2 separate regions of the Rattus norvegicus genome follow, and region 1 is linked to region 2. Evidence: chromatin contacts called from public Hi-C data. All regions are on one chromosome and are shown on one strand. Each heading gives the region's core, a stretch centred on a gene start, on an enhancer-like site or on the middle of the called end of the contact. The rest is flanking DNA. Distances are from core to core; before and after follow the strand shown.

Region 1 (4,649 bases), core at 811-3,310, 130 kb before region 2:
TGACACTAGGCACTCTGAGAATTCCTAAAATACCACACACTGCAAAGTCAGTGATTTGACCTGCTATGAGCCTGCTTCCAACCAAAACCCGCAGAAACAAATCACACTCCTTCACACTAGAGAGCCATCTTTCCTAAGGGTGGGGCCTTGTGTTTCTTGTGTTCAGTCCAGTTTCTCCTGTGTGTATTGTGACTTCTGCTTTTGCAAAACAGGACATTGCTTAACCAGGTCCTTACGGGAGGAAACACAGTCCAGCAAGCAGAACAATGATTTGAAAGTCCTGGGTTCTATTTTCAGCTCAGCCGTTGACTGGCTGTGCAGTCAGCCCTACGAAGGTCAAAAGCAAAATGGCCTTGCGTTGTTGGCTTTCTCGGTCTGCATAGCTCTGGATGGAAAACAAATCAGGGAGTTGGCACTCAGCCTTGAGGAACTGGAGTCTTAGGAGAATAGATGTATAGTCAGTCTTTGTTTTCAGTTTTAAAGCAAAAGTACAGAACAAACCTTCTGAGGTGGGGAAGTGGGCTGGTAGAGAATGGTAAGAGGAACCTGATGACCTTTCCAATAACTGTGGTGAAGGGATGGCTTGAGTCCTTCAGATCAAATAAAGGCTCCTTGGCCCAGGCTAGAATCTTCTGTGTGGGATATGGAAGAGACAAAGGAAACTGGGCTTTGACAGACTTCTGTGAACTGAGACAAAAACTGGTGTCCTGAATGCTGTCTGGTCGAGGACAGGCTGAGGACTGGAGGGGCCCTGGGGAAACTAGAAAGCTCGTGACCCCTTCTAAAGAAGTCTACACCTGCTACTTGTCCCTCAGATAAGCCAGCAACGGAGTCCTGAAGTGCTTGTGTTTCAAGAGACCATTTCCATTTTTACCAGGACCTCCTTTTTCTTTAAGCAAAGATACCACTTTTAAAGTGATAGTGGCAGTAGACAGGCAAAAATAGATGTATAACTTGAGCAGTGTCCTTTCCATATCTCTTTAACATGTCCATGGATGAGATTTCATAAGAGTTGAAGTTATTGTTTTGTGATAATGGTATTACTTTTAAACAAAAGGGTATTAGCAGTCTAGAGTACCTGAGTGTTGAAAACACACCAGTGCACAGGGCTGGGGAGATAACTTAGGTGATAAAGTGCTTGCTATACAAGCAAAAGGACTTGAGTTTGGATGCCCAGAACCCATGTGAAAAGTGACAGGGCAGTTGTCTTAGAGTTACTATTGCTGTGGTGAAACATCAACGCCTAAAGCAACTCAGGGAGGAAAAGGTTTATCTGATTTACATATCCTAAATCAGACTTTGTTGAAGCCAAAGCAGAAACTCCAGCAGGACTGGAACCTGGAGGCAGGAGTCGATTCAGAGGCTACGGAGGGGTGCTGCTTACTGCCTTGCTCCCAATGACTTGCTCAGACTACTTTCTTTTAGAGCCCAGAACCACCAACTACAACTGTAATCAACTACAACTGGGTCCTTCCACATTCAATCACTAATTACGGAAATGCTCTACAAACTTGCCTGATCTAAAGAAGGCATTCTCTCAGATGACTCTAGCCTGTGTGAAGATGACACAAAATCAGGCCATACAGTAGTCCGAAAGGATATCCTAGCACAGGACAGACCAAGACAGGAGATTCCTCGATGCTTGGTGGACAGCTACCCCTGCTCAATCCTCAAGCTGTGAATTCTTTGAGAGACCCAGTTTCAAAACCAGTGTGTCGATGTGATTTAGGGCGCCAGATGAAATGCATGTGCAGTACACATACAAGCACACCTTCACACACACGGATATACACACACACAAGACTTACACATGGGTCAAAACACAAAGATTCTGATTAAATTGGAGAAGCTTGCAGCCAGAGCACTGAGGAAGTGAAACGCTTCCTGTGTTTTTCCTAACACACAACCATGATCCACAGATGCTGCATTAACTATTTCTAGAAAGTTTTAAGAGCTTTGGGTCTTCTAGTTTTCAGATGCACAGCCGATCTGTGACACTGACTCAGAGAATGAACATTCAACATGGACTGTTTCCCTTTTCTTCTCAACTGAGACTGAATTGTTCAGCATCTCGCTTGCTGGGGACCTCAATGCCTTTCAGGCTCATTAAAAGCCAGCTGACAGCAGCCACTCACTGGGCAAAAATGGGTATTGTTACAAAAGTCAAATACAACAAAAGCCAAAGGAGAAGTGCGAGCTTAAGCACATTTAAGTATTTATGGGGAGAATTAATTTGTTGTCTGATGGTCACGCACTGGACCACAGAGCAAAGTACTCCTTTTAAAAGTGAAACTCAATCTCTGTCCACATTCTAAAGGCCATAAAACTCACCACATGAAACTAATAAATGAGGCATAAAAGTCATACTTGCAGAGTTTTGTTCTCCCTTATTTCATAGGCTGTGTGCATTATAAGTAACCCGAGTAAGTATCAGTGTTAGGTCCTCTTCTGGTTCTTATTCATCACTGGTTCTTCTTGCCATCTGCTCTATTTCTCATAAAACAATTCTAGCATGGAGTGAGAATATTAAATCATAAACAAAAGAACATTTGCGACAGGGCATTTCTTAGGTCTAGATGCATTGGAAGAGCCTCCAGCAAAGTTGATGTCAAGGACCCCCCCCATTGTATCTTCAATGCTTATTTTTATTTTATTTTGTGTGCATTTATGTTTTGCCTGCATATATGTCTGTGTCAAACCTCCTGGAACTGAAGTTATAGGTAGGTATGAGCTGCCATATGGGTGCTCAGAATTGAACCTGGGTGTTCTGGAATGGTAGCCAGTGCTCTTAACGGATGAGCCATCTCTCTATCCCTGAGTCCCTCATTCTAAAACAAACTGATAGCTCACCAGTAAAGGGACCGACCAGGATGGTGGTTCTCAATATGTGCGTCAAGACCTCAAATATCAAATATCCTGCATATTGGATATTTATATTACTATTCATAACAGTAGCAAAATTATAGTTATGAAGTAGCAATGAAAAAAGTTTTATGATTGGGATCATGAGGAACTGTATTAATGCCTCACAGCATTAGAAAGGTTGAGAACCACTGTGCTAGGAGAACATGAGAATGGTTCAATAATTGTTATCATATTGGCAACTTCCACCCTAGTCGTGGTGACTTTGAAGCTGGAACAAGCCTTTCTTTGGAAGACATTATAAATTCAGTGAGTGTCCTCCTTCTCAAGCCCCACCTAAATAGGTGCCTTTCATTTTTTTTTAACATAACTGTTGAAAAAAACACATCAGGAAAAACAAGAACTCCTAGAGAACTCTGTATGTGTTTTCTGTGCTTTAAGCACTGTAGCTCCTGATGTTTGATTCATATCTGAAGACACAGAATCAATGAATAAAGAGACCCTTTTCTCATGTCAGGGACAGGGCTATATTGTCATTAATCAATACTTCCAAAATTTGGTGGGAAAAAATGAGGACTTTTCTCATGAAAGGTAGATTGGGTCATTTTGGAAGATATTTCATGTAAGGGTAACATAATTCCTTCAGCAGCAGTTCTCAACCTGTGGGTGGAGACCTCTTTGGCAGACCTCTATCTCTAAAAATATTTACATTACGATTCATAACGGTAGAAGGTTAGAGTTATGAAGTGGCAACAAAAATAATTTATGGCTGGGGGTCATACCAAAAGAAGAAAGTGTATTAAAGGGTCACAGCATTAGGAAAGTTGAGAACCACCGTTTTAGGAGATAAACTTCCAAAAGCCAAGAGTAAAACTAGGCGGAAAGCACCAAGCCTGAAAAGGCATAGCTGAAGTAAAAGAAAAAGTTATCCAAGGATGATTTATGGTATGGGGAAAGAGAGATTGTTTAGAATAAACAACCACAGCAAAAATCAAAATACCCAGGAGAGGAAGAGCATGTGTGTGAGGGAGACACTCTGGAGATGCTGCCACCGGGTGATGATAGCTCTAATCAGAGTGGGAGATTTTATTGTACCTTCCTGCCTTCCTCTGGTGTTCCCATGTGCTTCCAAGAGGTCAAAAGTCATAGAGTTTTCTGGGAAAAGAAGAGCTGGAGAGAGAAAGTAAGGATAGCAGTTTAGGTCCTCCTCAAGGCTTTCAAACCTGGGTGGTTACAGAATTCTAACAATAGATGGCGGAAGGTCACATGGCTCTACCTCACCCTAGAACCTCTCTCAACCTTGGAAACAGGTGTGTTTTGGTTTTTTTGTTTTGTTTTGTTTTTATTATTATCTGTTAGTAATCAGAAATGACTCTAGAGACCAAAGGTTTGGAGTTGTCCTGTTCTGTTTGTTTGTTTGATTAGTGTATCCTAGGAGATCGGTTTAAGTTTGGTGGTGAGAAATGTCACCCAAGAGCTCATGTGTTTAAAAATGTGGTCTCCAGTTGGTATTGCTATTTTAGGAGGTTGCGGAACTTCTGGGACAAGAGCCCTATTAGACGAAGTCCATCACTGGAGTTGGGCTTTGAGAGTTTATAGCCTTACCTCGCTTTCAGTTCACACTCTTAGCTTTCTGGAATTCTTGAGCTGTGCTCTCTAAGCTTCTTGTTCTAGCCACCATGTCTATCCTTATGCAACCATTAGTGAAATAAACTCTTCTTTTTGTAAGTTGCTTTGGGTCATGGTATTTTGTCACAGCAAAAGAAAATTAATAAATGGCAAATAAC
Region 2 (4,784 bases), core at 2,029-4,528:
TTCAGAAAAAGGAAGGAAATTGTATAATTTCGTAAATTCCTTTAAAAGACAAAATTAAAATAGCCTAAAAACACCACTCTAAGAAGACTATCATGTACTTACTAGGAATTATGGGAAATTAGTGTAAAAGTGGAGGCCAGGAAAGAAAGGAAGGAGGGCAGGACATTGTTCTTCTAAAAGATACAACGGAATTTTGTGCCTGAAAGGCTTAAGGTGTCAGATTAGCTGAGCTCTCAAGTGGCTGTCAATAAGCCATAAGAAAGACAGATACTCTCCAAAAGAAAAGGAAAAATTAAAGAGTATTGAACCAGCACATAACTCGAGAGAAAGGGAGAATGCCTTCAAAGTTCTAGAATTACTTTATAATTGTACCTCACACACTGATTTATATTATGATTTAAGCATAGAACATACTTCCACGTATTGATTTCCATGCCCTGGGAACGCAGATAAACACATCTCCCCTACTCTCCTTCGGACTGTGGGAGCACATCCCACAGCAGCAGAAAGGACGAGAAGAAAGAAAGGTCACAGAACAGGGTCAACGAAACACAGGAGATGGGCACAAACAGAGTGGTCGGATGCTCACACTTGTCTCGAAGCAGCCTCAGAAGGAATTTCAGAAGGGCGAGGGACAGCAATTATATAATTCGGATCTCTAACTGAACAGAAAAAGAAAGACAAACAACTTAAGAAAATGAAAATGAAGGAGGGGAGATGGGTTGATGGACAGAAAGAGAGCTGATTGTGCAAGCCTGAGGACTGGAGTTCAGATTCACAGCACCCACCCAACCCTGCAAGTCTATGGCAGCATGCCCATAATCCCAGCACGCCCATAATCCCAGCACGCCCGTAATCCCAGTGCGTGGGACTACTCAAATTAGTGAAATCTAAGTCCCAGTGAGAGTCCTGCCTTATTGTATAAGGTAGAGAGCCATCAAAGCCTCCTCACATCCACCCTAGGTCTCCACAGGCATGTGCATGCACATGCAACCCACACATGCAAATACATGCACAGCGCTCACACACACACACACACACACACACCACACCACAATAAGGAGGACACACGATCGGTCACTGTGAGAAGCAACCCCAACTTTCAGGGTACATGCCATTGATGAGCTCACAAACCGTAGACAAAGAAGGTATAATTACGCCCAGAGAACGCATGGGAAGTGTTAGGAATCTTGACAATGTAGAGGAAATTTACAAAAACTGGGCGAAAGAGGTGTCAGAGAACAGCAAGGTCACTCAGCCTAGACTGCTCTTCCTGTAGTGGCAGAGGTAACCAATGAAGCTGTGACAGAGAGATGCTGAGCAGAGGGACGGAGTGCCTAAGGTGCCGGACGTTCCTAAAGGACAATTCACAGTCTTAGACAAGTCTGTCTTGCTTTGCTATACCAAACCTCCTTGGGTCGTGGAATGATAAAAGATCTGTTTAGCTTACAGTTTTTCAGGCCAACGACTCAACCCTGAGTAAACCTGGAGTGTTCGGCTCTTGGTGAAAGTCCCCTATGTGCGCTACCTTGCAGCAGATGGTGTTGTGGGGGAGCCTGAGCAAGGGAAGAGAAAACACATGGCAGAGGCAGGAAGCCAGATCATGAGAAAGGTGAGTGTTATGTTTTATAACAACCCACTCTAAGAGGAAGTAAGCGGGTTCCCATACATATGGCTTTGATCCCTTTCATGTGAACTAATTACCTTGCTCTAATTACCCCACCTTCGCTTAAAGGTGCCCATCTCCAGCATTACCACACTGGTGACCGAGGTTTAGCACACAACCCTGGGCAACATACTCATGCTTCAATCAAACTATAGCTAACACCTAAAGGTAGTAGCTTAGAGACCAGCAAGACAAGCTGACTATTTCAGAGATGGAGTGGGTAAGTAAAAAACAGGTTCCAGAATTAAAAAGTTACACCTGAGCAGAGAGAGACACTGAGGCCAGAGAAGGGAGGAATGGAACAGTCGCTGTCTGCCTAATCGTGACTTTCATTGTTAGAGTGCGTGGTTCTCATCTATACTTCGATTAATTTTTTTTAATAATTGCTATAAAAATACAAAAGTACCTCAATTCCACTACAAAATATATTTAAATTTTTTCTTTCTTTTTTTTTTTTTTTCTTTTTTTCCGGAGCTGGGGACCGAACCCAGGTCCTTGCGCTTGCTAGGCAAGTGCTCTACCACTGAGCTAAATCCCCAGCCCCCACTACAAAATATATAATTCAATATTATAAACGATGTATATGCAACTCTCAAGAAAATATTCCACAATGGATTGAAAGCTGAACGTGACTTGCTTTATTTTCGTGAACAGCCACTGACTAATTCCAAAATGCTCAAACCCAGTGAGAGGAAAAGTGTCTTTCCACCCTTCCATCCCAAGACATCTAAGCTCATCGATTACAGGGTGCAGGGAATGCCTGATTGCTTTATGATGTCATCAGCTGCTACAGAAATTATTCATGACGCCCCTGCAGCGAGCTGAGCTACTCTGGTGCGGATACCTCCAGAATCCGACACCCTAACGAAGCACTTGTGATATTTAGATGCCGAGTGACTCCACACCAGTGCCTTCGCTCACGTTCAAAACATATATATTTTCCACCGGGAACTACAAGTGTATTTGCAACGAACATTTCTCCAAGCAACAAAGGAAATGTTCTGCAAAATGATGCTGAAACACTACCACCCAGGCTGGCCTTCTCACCAGCATCTTGCTGGTCAAATAGCTGGCCTGCCTGTGACTCAGAGACTGTTCACACTGGAAAGACAAAGCCGAGACTTCTGCTTAAACGCGCAAACAGTGCCCTCTGCTGGCAGAGATGGGATGTTAATTGCAGAAGAACTTAAGTCACAACAGGGAAAGGAGGAGGCGGGGGAGGGGAAGAGGAAGTGGGGGGAGGGGAGAGGAGGGAAAGGGGGTGGATGGAGAAGGAAATGAGACAAACAGGAGAGAGAGAGAGAGAGAGAGAGAGAGAGAGAGAGAGAGAGAGAGAGAGAGAGAGAGAGGGGAGAGAGAGAGAGAGAGAGAGAGAGAGAGAGAGAGAGAGAGAGAGAGAAAAGAACAGTGGGTTTTAGTCCTTTTTAAGGAAAGAAATGTTTGAAGCATACCACATACAAGACTCCAATATACTTCCTTAAATCCTAAAGTAACACTTGGCCCTGCCAGAAGCCCGCGCTAAGGAATGGTTTTACAGTGGCCATTCTTTGCCTGACTAAGTTATTCATTCAGCACAAGCCTCCCCTGGGGGTGTCCCAGTGCTCTGAATATGTGACAGACTCACTCAGAAGATATGAACTGTACCAAACAAAAATGTTACCTTAGGTCACAGACCAGGGCTCGTACAGGATCCCAGAAAGTCCCAGGCTGTTCGACATGTTTGTAAATGCTTGGGAAAATCTCAATGTTGTTTTGTTCTTCTTCTTCTTCTTCTTTTTTTTTTTTTCTGTTTCTGCTTTGACATAAGTGGTTGTTTGAAGGCAGCAAAATATATGCTATAGATACCCACATATTTTATAAATATACATATATATAATATGAAAGTCAGTATTTCTAATAACTTTCATTAAAAAGCAGCTTCCCACACCACTACAGTACTGGGATGAACAATGTAAAAATGTTCTCTTGTCACTAGGCCTTTGCACTGGTGAATACTGTGCCCATATTTAAATATGTTACAAAGCCAGCTTCTTAAACTGAAATGACCCCCACTACAGGGTCACTTAACTGAAGGTGACCGCTCCAAAGAGAGTGACAATAGCAGAAAACTCCTGAATGTGCGATGACCAAAGATAAACTCAACCTAAATTGTGTAACAGTTCCAAAGTGCTTCGGTCTAGGCTCACCTGTGTTACCCTGCACAGCTGTGTGGCCCCAGCTTGAGACACGCCTGTGCCCTGTATATGCCATCACTCCTCCCATCCACTATCCAGAGACATCATGCTCAGACACATGGCAGGCTACGGACTACGCAGTGTGTTTACTTTACACACAGTAGCTTTGTGCTCTTCTAGAAGTGTAGCAGCTTAATTATAGAAAACGGAGATGTTCCATCAACTTGCCTCAACCAGGAAGTGTCTCATGAGGATCATGTTGTGTTCGAACATTTGATTGTGAGGATTGCTATCCAAGTTAGCAGTGAGCGCCTAAACAATACTGATAAATTAGTTACTTTTAGCTTGTGTCTCAGACAGGACTTCCAACAAGCTTGACAACGGGTCTTACATACACTTCTCTGTTTCAGATTGTATATTGACGGAACATGGCCTTCTCAGCATTGGTAACTATAAAACTCAAAAGTATCAATCAGTTCTTTAAAACATGGAGCCTCCATGTCCTGGCATATTAACTATTCAGGCGAGGAACAACTCTTGTCATATTTACTAGTATAACTCTACAACTTCCTCTGCTGCTGACTTCATTGTCATTGTCCTGTGTCCCCGTGCGCCCATATGTTTGCTACACTTTCCATAAAGCACATCCAAAACCAAAACGTGTATCTATCCCTTTATCTAAAGACTCTCTTTTACTGTGAAGGCAGTGCCCATATCACAGAATAAAAAGTCTTGGTGACTGATTCTCGAATGCGAGTAACAACTTTAACTCTACTTGGGTGTAACCAGACATCCTTAGTGGCTATCAGGTATGCCAGGAGATTTGAGCTTCGGGAAGAAAGTTACAGGTTGCGTCCCTCATAGCTCATCAGGGTCATCCATGTTGGCAAAGTCACTGGCCTTCTCAGAGTTTGCCTCCCTACTTAAAAAAATAAGGCCTCAAG

What was found. A called contact is a pair of places that touch in the nucleus more often than the background predicts.
Region 1: a contact with region 2 is called in a Hi-C map of Schwann cells, with 3 times the contacts expected there. The contact joins two enhancer-like sites. A contact is called at or near these places in 4 of 12 Hi-C or Micro-C datasets (Schwann cells, hepatocytes, kidney and 1 more).

Annotation. Positions count from the first base shown.
Region 1 is chr7:32,926,977-32,931,625 of GRCr8, reverse strand. No RefSeq gene overlaps it. Among named protein-coding and RNA genes, the nearest start is that of Plekhg7, 240 kb to the right of the region's middle. Within about 2 kb of position 2,060, at least 3 of the 93 cell types and tissues checked have an H3K27ac peak or open chromatin away from gene starts, as enhancers often do. A contact at or near this core is called in Schwann cells, where this site is marked.
Region 2 is chr7:32,793,890-32,798,673 of GRCr8, reverse strand. No RefSeq gene overlaps it. Among named protein-coding and RNA genes, the nearest start is that of Plekhg7, 100 kb to the right of the region's middle. Within about 2 kb of position 3,278, at least 15 of the 93 cell types and tissues checked have an H3K27ac peak or open chromatin away from gene starts, as enhancers often do. A contact at or near this core is called in Schwann cells, where this site is marked.